Linked DNA regions of Mus musculus: all the other regions are linked to region 4. Evidence: chromatin contacts called from public HiChIP or PLAC-seq data. All regions are on one chromosome and are shown on one strand. The core of a region is the stretch at or near the end of the contact, and the rest is flanking DNA. Distances in the headings are between cores, read along the strand shown.

Evidence for each region. HiChIP or PLAC-seq counts read pairs in DNA pulled down with a chosen protein or histone mark.
Region 1: a FOXA1 HiChIP or PLAC-seq map of pancreatic cancer cells shows a contact between it and region 4. The contact joins the enhancer-like site here to the promoter of Lin52 in region 4. A contact is called at or near these places in 2 of 39 promoter capture datasets (both in liver), 4 of 484 Hi-C or Micro-C datasets (B cells, double positive thymocytes, embryonic stem cells and 1 more), 2 of 115 datasets of contacts at active chromatin or transcription factors (large pre-B cells and pancreatic cancer cells) and 2 of 9 other capture datasets (liver and pancreatic islet).
Region 2: an H3K4me3 HiChIP or PLAC-seq map of pro-B cells shows a contact between it and region 4, with 3 times the contacts expected there. The contact joins the promoter of D030025P21Rik here to the promoter of Lin52 in region 4. A contact is called at or near these places in 2 of 39 promoter capture datasets (hippocampal neurons and stem cell-derived epiblast-like cells), 1 of 115 datasets of contacts at active chromatin or transcription factors (pro-B cells) and 1 of 9 other capture datasets (adipose tissue).
Region 3: an H3K4me3 HiChIP or PLAC-seq map of embryonic forebrain shows a contact between it and region 4, with 2.3 times the contacts expected there. The contact joins the enhancer-like site here to the promoter of Lin52 in region 4. A contact is called at or near these places in 5 of 39 promoter capture datasets (cranial neural crest, hippocampal neurons, liver and 2 more), 23 of 484 Hi-C or Micro-C datasets (CD4 T cells, the G1E-ER4 cell line, the N1E-115 cell line and 16 more), 7 of 115 datasets of contacts at active chromatin or transcription factors (T-cell acute lymphoblastic leukemia, astrocytes, effector CD8 T cells and 4 more) and 2 of 9 other capture datasets (adipose tissue and liver).

What each region holds. Positions count from the first base shown.
Region 1 is chr12:84,173,972-84,177,119 of GRCm38.p6, reverse strand. It overlaps Mideas (mitotic deacetylase associated SANT domain protein), which reads left to right. Exons shown (of 13, transcript NM_001163501.1): 2 at 2,697-3,148. The coding sequence starts at 2,942. Among named protein-coding and RNA genes, the nearest start is that of Gm40475, 12 kb to the right of the region's middle. RefSeq lists an enhancer at 377-1,429. Within about 2 kb of position 1,364, at least 414 of the 459 cell types and tissues checked have an H3K27ac peak or open chromatin away from gene starts, as enhancers often do. A contact at or near this core is called in B cells, double positive thymocytes, embryonic stem cells and 4 more, where this site is marked.
Region 2 is chr12:84,874,161-84,877,057 of GRCm38.p6, reverse strand. It overlaps D030025P21Rik (RIKEN cDNA D030025P21 gene), which reads right to left and starts at 1,256. Exons shown (of 1, transcript NR_028577.1): 1 at 1-1,256. Ltbp2 (latent transforming growth factor beta binding protein 2) reads left to right here and starts at 567. Exons shown (of 36, transcript NM_001370743.1): 1 at 567-1,302. The coding sequence starts at 827.
Region 3 is chr12:84,751,186-84,754,169 of GRCm38.p6, reverse strand. No RefSeq gene overlaps it. Among named protein-coding and RNA genes, the nearest start is that of Npc2, 20 kb to the left of the region's middle. Within about 2 kb of position 1,384, at least 120 of the 459 cell types and tissues checked have an H3K27ac peak or open chromatin away from gene starts, as enhancers often do. A contact at or near this core is called in T-cell acute lymphoblastic leukemia, adipose tissue, cerebellum and 8 more, where this site is marked.
Region 4 is chr12:84,450,123-84,453,348 of GRCm38.p6, reverse strand. It overlaps Lin52 (lin-52 homolog (C. elegans)), which reads right to left and starts at 1,841. Exons shown (of 6, transcript NM_173756.4): 1 at 1,806-1,841. The coding sequence starts at 1,836. It overlaps Aldh6a1 (aldehyde dehydrogenase family 6, subfamily A1), which reads left to right and starts at 2,325. Exons shown (of 12, transcript NM_134042.3): 1 at 2,325-2,460. The coding sequence starts at 2,410.

The DNA of each region.
Region 1 (3,148 bases), core at 115-2,614, 280 kb after region 4:
ACATAATCATGTGTGACTGTAGGCAAATTACCTTGTTCCTGTAAGCCTTATCTAGCTTACCTACAAAATGGGAGTTAAACTATTGGTGCTTGATACAAGGCTTTAAAAAATACAAAGTACTTTGGACACTCTTGACACAGACAAGCCGGCTACATTGTTATTATTAGGGCTACTTAGAGCTTGGCTGCCATGGTGGTCCTTCCAGCTTCCTCTTCTCTTAGGCCTGCACGTTTGCCTCCTGCTTGGCAGGCCAGGGAGTTGTGGGGATTTCTGCAGCAGGAAGCTTATGGGGTGATTCCACCGTTCCCCAAACCAGCCTCTTGTTCAGAGCAAGTCTCCCCTATCATGGTATATGCTGAGTTGATGGGCTCTCCCTGGTGTGCAGGGTAGGAAGAAAAACAGCTTGATCCACCCTCAGATTTAATCTCCCCTGCTACCGCACACACCCATGGGCAAGAGCTTCCATATTCTGGAGCTCCGGACCCAGACTCCGCCTTCTGCCCTCTAAACCCCCAAGCCGGGCACTGAATAGCCATCCCCTGCCTAGGCCCCCTCTGACAGGAACCTGTCTGCACGTGCACCCATGCCTGCCTGCCACGTGGGCCTTCCCCTGTTGCAGGCCCCCAAAGCCCATGCTGTGACTCCCAGGCGACAGGCATCCTGAGTGCCTGTGAGCATCCCTGAGCTTGCAGCTCCCTAGAGGCACGTGGCCTGCTGGGCTTCCCTCTGTCCTGTCTCCTCCCTGCCTTTTTTTTTTCTTCCTCTGCCTTGCTGCGCGCACACACACACACACACACACACACACACACACACACACACGTATTTCTAGTTTTGCCAGGCTTGGGTCTCCCTCGGAGAGGTGGAACTCGAAGTCCCACCCTTCAGCTTCATCATGGAGGCCCCAGGGGATTTTCCATCTCTGGCTGGCTTTCAGTTCTCTGTTGTGAATTGGTCTGGCTACCCAAGGAAGGGGGTTTAAAAAGCATGAGAAAGATTTGTTCAAAGAGGGTCTCCAGCCCTGAGCGCTTGTCCAAATCCTTCCCTTCCTGCTGGTGCTAGGGTGACTCAGTGTCCTCAGTCCGTCTGTCCCTGCGATTTCCACAAATGAAAACAAAGGAGTGCACGGACTTAGAGCTCTCTCGCCGTTCTCCTGGGCTAAAGCTCGCGCTGTCTACCAGGCCCAGGAGCTGAGGAAGGAAATGGTGGAGGAAGTTGCTCCCCTTCTGGGTGCTGGGTGAAAGTGAAAGAAAGGGAGGGGGCCTCCAGTGAGTCAAGCGGCCAGGCTGGCAGGCAGGCAGGCCAGTCCGGGAGGGAGCCCGGGCTGGAGCTGCGGAAACGTGCGGAGCAGCGATAGCACGGAGAGCCTGGGAGGAGAACCGGGGCTCGGTGTGGGCGGGGCTTCTCGTGGGCAGGACTTATGACGCCAGGTCTGTTCTTTGCTGCTGGTTTTCTGGGAACTGCCCCACCTGCTATCATAATCTCTGTGGTATCTGAGCCTACCAGGATCTGCAGATTCATCCTTGCCCACCTCTAGCCTTTCCACCTTAGTGACCCAGGGTCAGAGTCTTGGCAAAGAGGTGGGCTTGTATACCTCCTACTCTTACCAACTTCCCAGAGGGAGACAAACTAACTAAACAAATAAACAAAATTTTATCTGAAGAACAAAAACTTAACAACACAGCAAGCAGCTATGCATGTTGTAAAATACAGGCCTGGATTCTATTCTGTAGCAATGTCAGTGTAACTGTCACTTTAGACATCAGCTTAGAGTGGGGTGGGGAGTCTGGCTCACTTGTTCAACATGTGCTTAGCATGAATAAAGCCCCTATCCCAGCAACACCATCCTCAAAATATGGCAAAGCAAAACAACTGAACACTTTCCATCATAGGCAGTCTCGAGGGCCTGAGGTCTAGAACTCTGCACCGTTCCTATTTGAGTTAGACTCTGCTCTGGCTAGGCACTCTTTAACAGTGGAGGGGACGGCGGTGGTAGCCAGCAACAGCTGCTGACCAGCTACTAGACTAAATTGGGCCCACATCCAGCCAGGGTTGCAAAACAGGTTCTGTGTTAGTTTGAGAAAGATTTCAGCAGCCAGAGCCCCACCCAGCAACTCTTCCCAGGGGTGGGGCCTCACCTACGTGCTTCGGCATAAAAGGCTGCAAGCCTAACTCTATGGGCCCTGTGGGCTTTGCAAGAGCCTGGTGTGACAGAGGATGGGTGGCTATGCTGGGAATAGTCCCTGTCCCCTAACTTGCTCTTCTTTAGGTGGAGGGGAGCAGTGACCTTAGGGGAATTCTTCTGGGTCTGGAGCTATTGTGTAGACAGTCATGTGGGAAGGAACAGACCTGGGCTGCACTGTGCCCCAGCCTAGTTTATAGTTTAATAGGACAAGGTTCTCAGTTTGGCTTTTGCTTTCCCTTTTCCCCGTTTGACTTGGAGCTTAGGCAACATGTCAGCCCCACTTGGCCCCTTGGTCTGTGTCTTTAGAGGGTTCCGAGTTACACAACCAAATGCAGCAGACGAGAGTCTAGCCAGGAGGTGGTGGGACAGGAAGAGCGAGGACACCTGATCCTGCTGTCTTGCTGGCAGCTGCCCCATGATCCCTGGCCCCCATGAGTGACTTGAGGCAGGGGGACACTGGTGCTCATATCTAGGGGTCACGTGGCTAACACTGTCACTGGTTTTTCCTCTGCAGGCTCCAGGACCTGGCACAGGCAGGCATCATGATTAGGGAAGTGTAGCTGAGCGCAAGAGCCTCCCTAGAAGAGGAAGGACCAGCGGACATTTCCTAGCTCTTGCCTGAAGGCTCCTGCGTTTTCCTCTGCCTCTCTTCTGCCCTCCCTGGCTACTGGACTGGGGCCAGGCTTCCAGCAGGACCTCCTACCAAGGGATGGGCAGCAGCTGAAGGACGTCTCACTGCCAGGCTTAGTCGGCCACACCATGAACCTCCAGGCCCAGTCCAAGGCTCAGAGTAAACGCAAGCGTTGTCCTTTTGGGGACCAGGAGCCAGCCGCCAAGGAACAGCCACCACCACTGCAGAGTCCACCACAGTCCCTCAGAGCTAAGGAGGAACAGTACGGGGCCCACGAAGGTCCCACAGGGGTGGCCTCCACCACCCAGCCTGTGGAGCTGTCTCCTCCTAACAAC
Region 2 (2,897 bases), core at 7-2,506, 420 kb before region 4:
GGTTGGCAGAGTGTGTCGCTACAAAACACGGTGGCCAAGGGTGTGACCAGCTCCACCAGGGGGCGCGCGCCCCAAGTTGCCCTTCCCCATAGGCAACCGGCTCTTGGGAGCTGCCCCAGGGACACCTGCATTCTCGCCTAGCGCCCCCAGCGGTCAGAGGTGGAAGCAACGAGACCAGGCGCGCATGCCTCGGGCTCGGTCCCCATTACTCCGGTCTGGGTACCTTCCCCAGCTTCCTTCAGGCCCGAGAAGCAGTTCATCTGGGTCCGTGAGGTCAGGAACAGAAAATACATCCAGGACAGGTGGACAACTTGAGTTTGCCCAGGACAGGAAAAAGGCAGCTCAGGTGCGCTGGTCCAGGCAGACGCCATCTGTCTTTCCAGTCCCCGGGTCTGCCCTGTCGCCCGCAGCTCCTCACGGGTTAATCCCCTCGCCGCCCGCTCGCTTCTCGGTGCCAAAGAGGGTGTTGCTGGAATTCTTGTCTCCCGTAATAAGGGGGCCGAGCTGTCCCTCCAAGGAGGGGGGCATGGCGTGGATAAAAGAGGCGAAAAAGCAGGGGGCGGTTTCCAAAAATAAAACCCTTCGGTTCCCCTTCAGACGGCGGCAGTGCGGGAGCGAAGGTGCGGCAGGCTCGGGCTCGGTGCGCAGCCCGGGCAGCTCACGCCATACAGCCCTTACCTAGGAACCCCTGGACCCCCAAACGGCTGTTTCAGAGGTCCCCTAGACGGGAAGGGGCAAGTCGCCAGGCGGGTCTGTGGAGCGAACGATGGAAAGCACCTCCCCGCGAGGTCTCCGGTGCCCACAGCTCTGCAGCCACTCTGGCGCCATGAGAGCGCCGACCACCGCTCGCTGCTCCGGATGCATCCGACGGGTGCGTTGGAGGGGCTTCCTGCCACTTGTCCTGGCTGTCTTGATGGGGACAAGTCATGCCCAACGGGATTCCATAGGGAGATACGAACCAGCTAGCAGGGATGCGAATCGGTTGTGGCACCCCGTGGGCAGCCACCCCGCAGCGGCTGCAGCCAAGGTGTACAGTCTGTTCCGAGAGCCTGACGCGCCGGTCCCCGGCTTGTCGCCCTCTGAGTGGAACCAGCCGGCCCAGGGGAACCCTGGGAGGCTCGCAGAGGCCGAGGCCAGGAGGCCACCCCGAACCCAGCAGCTGCGTCGAGTCCAGCCACCTGTCCAGACTCGGAGAAGCCATCCCCGGGGCCAGCAGCAGATAGCAGCCAGGGCTGCACCTTCTGTCGCGCGCCTGGAAACCCCTCAGCGACCCGCGGCTGCACGGCGAGGGCGGCTCACCGGGTGAGCACTGAAGAGGGGATAGGGCTGGGGGCGGGGTGGAGCAAAGGGATGCGGGTATCCCGGACAGTTACGCCTTCAGTGGAGTGCGGGTCCTGTCCCTTTGTCCTCAGTAACTACTAGAGAAACCGCTCCGAGGTTCCGAAACCGGGGCTCGGACCAGCTTTCAAAAAGTTATTTTGGGGAAAATAAATCTACTATCTGTTCCCTTGGACACCAGTTCTCCCAGAACCCCGACGTTAAGCTCGTGTGCGTTTCTCACTCATTCTGTGCTGGGCTAACGAGCTGCAGTGGCTGGGTGGGCGCTCTGGGTTCTTGAGGCCCAGAGAAGGATAAACTGGCTCCGGGCGCCAGTAGGTGGAGGATCTGGGCGGGGGGGGGGGGGGGGGAGTGGGGACATCAGGGCGCGAAGACAGACGCATCTCCAGGAACGGGCTGACAGCGAAGCAGGCGCGCCAAGACAAGTGTATAGTCCGGGCTCAGGTCTGCTGGGACACGCAGAGGACTTAGGCAAGGGTTTAGGAGCTCTGTGAAAGAGAAGGCTGCCCTGACCTGTGCGAGGGACTGGGTCTGTGTTCCAGGAAGTCTAGATGTCAGCGTTGTTTGCACATTTTGAAAAGCCACGCCTCGCTCCAACTCTTCAACTTATTATTTTGCACCACTCGCTGCGGGTTCTGGACTCTGTTATCACAGGAGGTCCCCTCCCCGCCCCAACAACGCCTTGCCCAGGATTTAATGAGTTGGGGACCTCTCCTGAGTACCCAGGTGTCTCTGGAGTGAAGGCACAGGAGCCTGGCAATGCCAGACTGGGCAAGGTGCAATTGATTAGTCTAGGAGGGGCTTTGGCAGCCCTTGGCCTGAGCCTGGTTTATCTGTCCGTTGTAGTTCCAGGTAGCATTCCCGTTGCTTGTACGCCTAGTCCCACTACAGAGGATCTTCTGCCTCCTGCTCTGCACACATACTCTTCTCTTGCCTGCAACGGTCTTCTGTATCTTAGCAAAGTTCACCGTGTCTCATCCCTTCTGTGCCCTCATCCAGCTTTATGCTTTCTTATAGCATTTATTCCCCCCTCACGTATTTCTATTTCTATGTATGTGTTCAAACTTATACAAGTTCTGCTTAAGCAGGGTTTTGTTAGCTTTCATGTTCCCAGCAGATCAGTGCCTGCACGTAGCTGGCCCTCTCTGCGTCTAAATGAATTCCCTACTAACCTTTGGAGGCCTAGCCTAAAGTCTGCAGGGCATAGAGCTGAGTGCTGCCAAGTGGCTCCAGCGTAAGACCATTCAAGGAGAGTTAGCAGGACACCTGCCCCGTTTCAGCTTTCCCCTCTATTCTGACTTGTGCAGGCAACTGCATGATTACATGTGCTGAGCATGGGAGAGGGCTCGGGGACCCACAGAATACAAAACCTGCTGGAGGGCAAGCCAATGTCTTAAAATCAAGTTGGAGGCACGAGCAGTATGTGCTGGTGAATGTGTTTCTAAAAGCACAGGACAATTCTGTCAAGGGCAATGGAGCAGTACAATATAGTGAAGATGGTCAGGGAAGAGACACTGACCTGGGGCCCTAGAGCATAGACGAGGAAGGAGAGGGCCAGA
Region 3 (2,984 bases), core at 135-2,634, 300 kb before region 4:
CCAGAAATCTGATCCTGAGATTGGCAGGAGTAAGGTCTCTGCACCCCCACGTCCCCCCACCCTCACCCCTGCTCTGAGCCTTCCTGTCCTGGAGCATGAAGCTTGGGACACACACACACACACACACACACACACACACACACCGCCTTTGCCCCCTGGAGGAGGCTACACAGCCAAGTAGCCAGGTCAAGCTTCCTCTCCCTTATAAGGTCATGTCCATCGGTACCTGGAATTCCTCCTTATGCAAATGAGACCCCAGCACCCTGCCCCAGGCCAATGATGTACATTCACTCCAAAAGCCCCTACCCACGCCCCAAAGGTTGCGTAGCAGCCTTTGTTCCCCCATTGGAGCTGTCTCCCAAGAGTCTGTTCTTGCTGCACTCATAACTGCCTGATCTGAAGCCACTCTGGTCACCCAAGGTGGACAGAGACGCGGAGCCTGAACAGCAGCAGACTTACATGCAGGCGAAACACCCATAGGCCTAAAAGAAATAAAATTGGGGGGGGGGGTGAAATCTGGATGCATCAGCTTGCCTGCTGTATGGGGTGGCAAACAAATTCCTGTCTTAAACTTGGACTGACATCCAAGGTTGTCACTGCCATACAAGGAAAATGACAAACTGATATCCTCATCAAATGCACACTAATAAGTAATTATCTGAGCCTGGCAGCAAATGCCCATGGTCCCAGCACTAGGCCGTAAAGGCTGGAGGATAAATTTAAGGTCATCCTTGGCTACAGCAAGTTCAAGGCCAGACTAGGCTACCTGAGATCTTGTCTAAGGAGGGAAGGTGGGAAGGAAAGAAGAAAGAAATATGACACGATTCACAGATAAAGCAGAGTTATTCCTGAGAATGCCCCAGGCATAGGAAAGGACTAAGTGGGTAAGGTCAATTAAAGAAATACAGTCGTGGATAACCATTTTCTTTAGAGAATCCAAGAACAGTGCCCCCACAGTGGGTTGGTTTAGGGACAAAGTTGTGGTACCTAGGAGCAACACTGCCACAGAGTCAGTAGGGTGTTATTCAGAATAAGCGCTTCCTCCAGAGAAGCCCTGAGGGCTTGCTGAAAGGCCAGGATGATCAGTGGTGTGTGTTGGGAATGTGGATGGATATTGCGGTGTGATTCAAGGTAGAAAGTGGCTGTGGGTCCCCCAAATATCGACTGGAAGCTTTGAGAGGAGTCCTCTCCAGAGGAGCCCCGGGCCTAACCTTCAGCTTATAAACTGAATCCGATTCACTTACAGCTGTCAGTTGACTAGCAACTAGATGGTCTGAGTGTTCGTTGCTATGGAAACAGCTAAAAGGCCCATTGCCATAGGAACCTACCATGTTCTCCAGACCAGGGATTTGGTTGCTGAAAAGACCCGGAGGAACCAAGGAGCTTGCATAAGTGAGGGTCCCACCAGAGAATGAATGACACATGTGAGAGGCCAGAGCTTCCGCTGTCCCTGATCTGTCTGCTCGTTGCCCTCAGTGGTCACAGAGCACACACAAGTACTTGTCCCCATGGACAGTGAAGGCATAGATTCTGGAGCAGGCTTGGCATGCCAGCATTACCATCCTCCTCTCCAGGGTCTCTGAGAGGAAAAATATCGTGCTCTCTCTGGCAGGCCCCTCTCCACAAACCATATGCCCCAGCAAAGCAGCCAGCAGGTGAAGGGATTAGCTTAACTCTGACTGCCAGAGGGTCAGGCCACTAAGGAAGTTGGCAGGCAAAACAGATGGCTGCTGGTCTTGAATGCGGCAGAGAAACTGGGTGTACCAGATCAGAAAGCGGGAGGGCAGGCCAGCTGCGGCAGTCTGTTCTCAGTGTGAGAGAAACACACCACGCTGCTTCCTGCACCCCATGCATCCCCGTTCCTCTGCCAGGCAGATCAAAGTATAAAAGTCATGATTTGATGAGGGATCCTCAGCGTATCTGAGCAATGAATGGTCACGAGATTCTTGTGTTTCCCAACCAAGGGAAGTGACTCTCAAGTCACTGGTTAGTGGCAAAGGGAGAACAAAGAGAAAGTTCCTTAGTGGCTGTGTCATTAACCACTGTAAATTGTCAGTGTCATTAACTCTGCTGTAAATGTAGAGACTGAACGGATCCAACTAGGTCCCTCCAGGTCTCTGTGAGCATGAACCACTGGGATTCTAAGGGGATGTTTGGGCATAATGGACAGACAGAGATCATGGACTTGTAAGGACAACATAAACTTTAGGAATCCAGAGAGGGTTTGGGACGGAGGCTGGGGCTAAGCAGACATTTGAGAGCCCACCTCCCGGAGGTTTAGTTCAGAGGACTCATGAGATGTGATGTTGATTCTTTCTCCTATTCTGTCCGTCTGCTGGAGTTTTGTTGGTCTCAATCCCTCCCAGTAGGCTTTACAGCCTGGGAAGCCGAGCACCAGAGAGACAGATGCCCCCAGAACCTCTGGGGGAGGATGTCACTTTGAGAAGTAGTCGTTACTTACAGTTTGACTTTTAGTTGGGTTTGCAGCTCCCTACCTCCTTTGCAGTTCGTTGACTTTGGATCCTTCACAGGGCCTCTGTGTCCTCAGCTGTCACAGAGTGAGAGAATCCTCACAGCCTTTCAAAGGAGTTCTATTGGCATTAGTATCGCTATCCTTGGTGAGGAAGGAAGGTTGCAGCCATGGGAGCTGACAGGGGCCTGGAGTCACAGATAGGGGATTTGAGTAAATGCCTAGAACTCAGTGATCAGCAGTTTTTCTTCCCTCTTTATTTTTTGAGACCGTGTCTCATATAGTCCCGGCAGTGCTTGTACTCTGTGTAGTTGAGGGTGACCCGGAACTTCTGATCCTCCTGTCTCTCCCTCCCAGATTCTGAGATTACAGGTATACACCACCATGCCTAGCACTCAGGGACACTTATTTATATAAGTGTCTTTATGGGGGACGAGTGCCATTTTTTTTTTAATTTGAATAGGACCATTTAACACTCTAGTACCCTGGTCTCCAAAAGTGACAGAAAGAGGAG
Region 4 (3,226 bases), core at 592-3,091:
TATATATGTGGAGTACATGTGTGCTTGATGTTCATGGCGGTCAGATCCACTGGAATCGAGTCATGAGTCACCATGTAGATGCTGGGAATAGAATCCAGGTCTTTTGCAAAAGCACCAGGTGTTCCTAACTACTGAGCCATCTCACCAGCCCCCTGCATCCCCCTCACATTTTAAAAAAAGATTTATTTACTATGTACACAGTGTTCTGCCTGCATGTACACCTGCACACCAGACGGGGGCACCAGATTTCATTGTAGATGGTCAGGAGTCACTATAGGGTTGCTGGGAATTGGACTCAGGACTTCTGGAAGAGCACCAGTGCTCTTAATCTCTGAGCCATCTCTCCAGTCACTCCTCCCTTACTTTTAAAAATAAAACGTTTTATTTTAAGCTGTGTTATGGTGGTGCACGCCTCGGGAGGCAGAGGTAGGAAGAGCTCTGAGTTCAAAGCCAGCCTTGTCTATAGAGCAAGTTTCAGGACAGCCAGGACTATACAAGAAACCTTGTCTCAGGAAAAACAAAAACAAAAACAAAACAACCAACAAACTAAACCAACTTTTTATTTTAGACACGATTTGCCTACAATTCCCTCTACAGCCTAGGCAAGCCTGAAGCAACAAACCTCCTGCCTCAATCTCCCAAGCTAGAATTAGAGGTCACACACCAAGGCCAGTTTTACTTTTGGATAAACGTTAACTTAAAGCCAAATCCTTTACAGGCATTATTCTAAAACCTAGGATTAGCCGGGCAGTGGTAGTGCACGCCTTTAATCCCAGCACTCGGGAGGCAGAGGCAGGCGGATTTCTGAGTTCGAGGCCAGCCTGGTCTACAGAGTGAGTTCCAGGACAGCCAGGGCTATACAGAGAAACCCTGTCTCGAAAAACCAAAATAAATAAATAAATAGTAAAAATAAACAAACAACCCCCCCCCAAAAAAAAACCCTAGGACTAAATTAATGAAATAAGACAGAATTGGAATTTATAGTTGGGTGTGGCCCGGGCAAAGTGCAAAGTTAACAGAATAACTATATAAACTGAGATGCTGAATAATGACAGAAGAGCAATTCCAAATATTAAAGCAAAACCGCGAGCAAAAGCATACGGGTATATCAAGAACACCTATATGTCTACTGAGATGACTTGCGTCTTAGAAGACAGAATAAGCAGAATTGCTCCTGCCCTCAGCCTACGGAAACAACACATAAAGTAGAGGGGTGACGAGTTAAGGAAGAGTTGAGAAGCGTGAGAAGCGACATTAACAAGCCGAATTTTCACTCCCTCGGGACTCAGGGCAAGGAAACCAGGTCCCCGCACCTCCTGCTGCCAAGGCAACGGACCTGAACTGAGGAGACAAGCTTCTCTCTCTGCCGGCTCGGTAGAGGAATGAACCCTAGACCTCATGTCAGTCACCACTCACACTTCACAGCCATAGAGCTTGAGAGACTCATACGTACCAGCTCTACTGAGATGAGAACAGAACCAACACTCCAATGGGCCTGTTCAAAAAGAAAGTTCCCTTTCCCCTCAGCAGCTCCTTTTGAACCCTCAGCATCACCGATGGGCCGGAGCGACCTCTGTCCTTTTTCCCCCCATAGGGACTCCGGTTGATGGACTCCTTCCTAGTACACAGCAAGGAGACCTGGTACTAGGCACCTGCTAGCTGAAAAGCCGGCATACCCCAAAGGAGAAAAGTGGGAGAGAAAGGAGAGGGGCGCAAGAAAAAAAGAGTAAGGGTGAGGACAGAGGAAGTTCCCAGAGAAGCAAATAATGATACTACAGGCCAACAATCTCCAAGCCGGCTCTTACCGTCTGTGGGAGACGCCATCTTCCAGCCCATGTCACGTGACGTAACCAACCGTCGGCGGGAAAGCGAGGATCCGCAAGCCACGCCCCTAGCAGGGATAACCTATCCTTAGCTCACAGCCCGGTCTCGTTTCCCTACTTCATAGGGTAACATTTGCCTAGTCCCACCCCAGACAGCAGCCCCACCCACGGAGTGGTTAAAGTGGAACGCAGGCAAAATTCTTCAAGGACCTTATTTACTTTCCTTAGCAAGGGGGCGGGACCTTAGAGAGCCTACCTACAGCCAATCGGAGTTCCCGGTTAGGGGGCGTCTTCCCTGTGTGCTTACTATGCAGTACCAAGTCGAGGGGGCGTCTCCATATTTCCGCCAACAAAAATAGGATAAAGTGAGAGAAGCCCAGAACGCTTCCACCTTTGACCAATCACCTATTCCCAGGGGTGGGAATGATGGGTGGAGTCAAAGATTCCGACAAGTGATTGGTTATAGGAAGTGGCCCTTCCCTCCAATGGAGAGGCTCGGTCGTGTTCTGGGCGTGGCTTAACGGTGTTGCTTCAAGGGAGGCACTGGCAGCCGAGACGCAGGCGAGCTGGGCAGAGTCGGTGAGCCATGGCGGCGGCAGTGGCGGCAGCGGCAGCAATGCGGTCCCGGATCCTGCAGGCGAGTGAGGGTGGCGACGAGGGACCATGATGTTAGAAATGGGTCCTTTCCGCCCCGTCTCTAAACCATGCTTCTGCCGGACAGACTTCTTGGCCCAGCCCCTTCTTTGCAGCCCCTTGTGTTCCACCAGACCCGTGCGTCAGGGCTGTCACTCTGTACCGCCTGGCCCCGAGATTCAGCCCCGGACGGTCACGCCTGCTCCCCACTCCCCTTTACTCCTGAGCCTTTTCTTTTTTAGCTTTGACCCACCCACCTCCAGTCCAGCTCAGTCCTTGCTGTCACATGCTGGCTTGCTTTCTCTTTTTTGGTTCCTCCCACGGTCTCTCTTTCACCTCTGTACCAGCCACCTCTGTGCCCCAGAAACTCCTCCTTTTGGTCGCTGTACATAGAGTACTTTCCTTTGCCAGGAGCGTCCCTTCCCCCCATCCAGCCTCTATGTGAGGCAAGAGGGGATGGGAGCTCATTAAGGACATGGAACTAAGATCAGAGAAGGAACTTTGAATCTCCTAGACATGTACCCTAGGTTTTCATATCAAAAAGGCAGCCATTTGTTAGTTTTCACAAACATTCTGGCTTTTAGTGTTTTTCCCAAGCCCTGGGCCAAGTTAAACTTTCTCAGCGAAGTTAAACTTTTGGAGGTAAATAAGGGCATGTGGTTTTGCTAATACTGCTTCATTCAAAAGACTAAACATTCCCCCAGACAGGTGGTAGAAAATAAGAGCCTAGGAAGACACCTTCCGAAAATCAGTTCTCAAGTGCCGACATA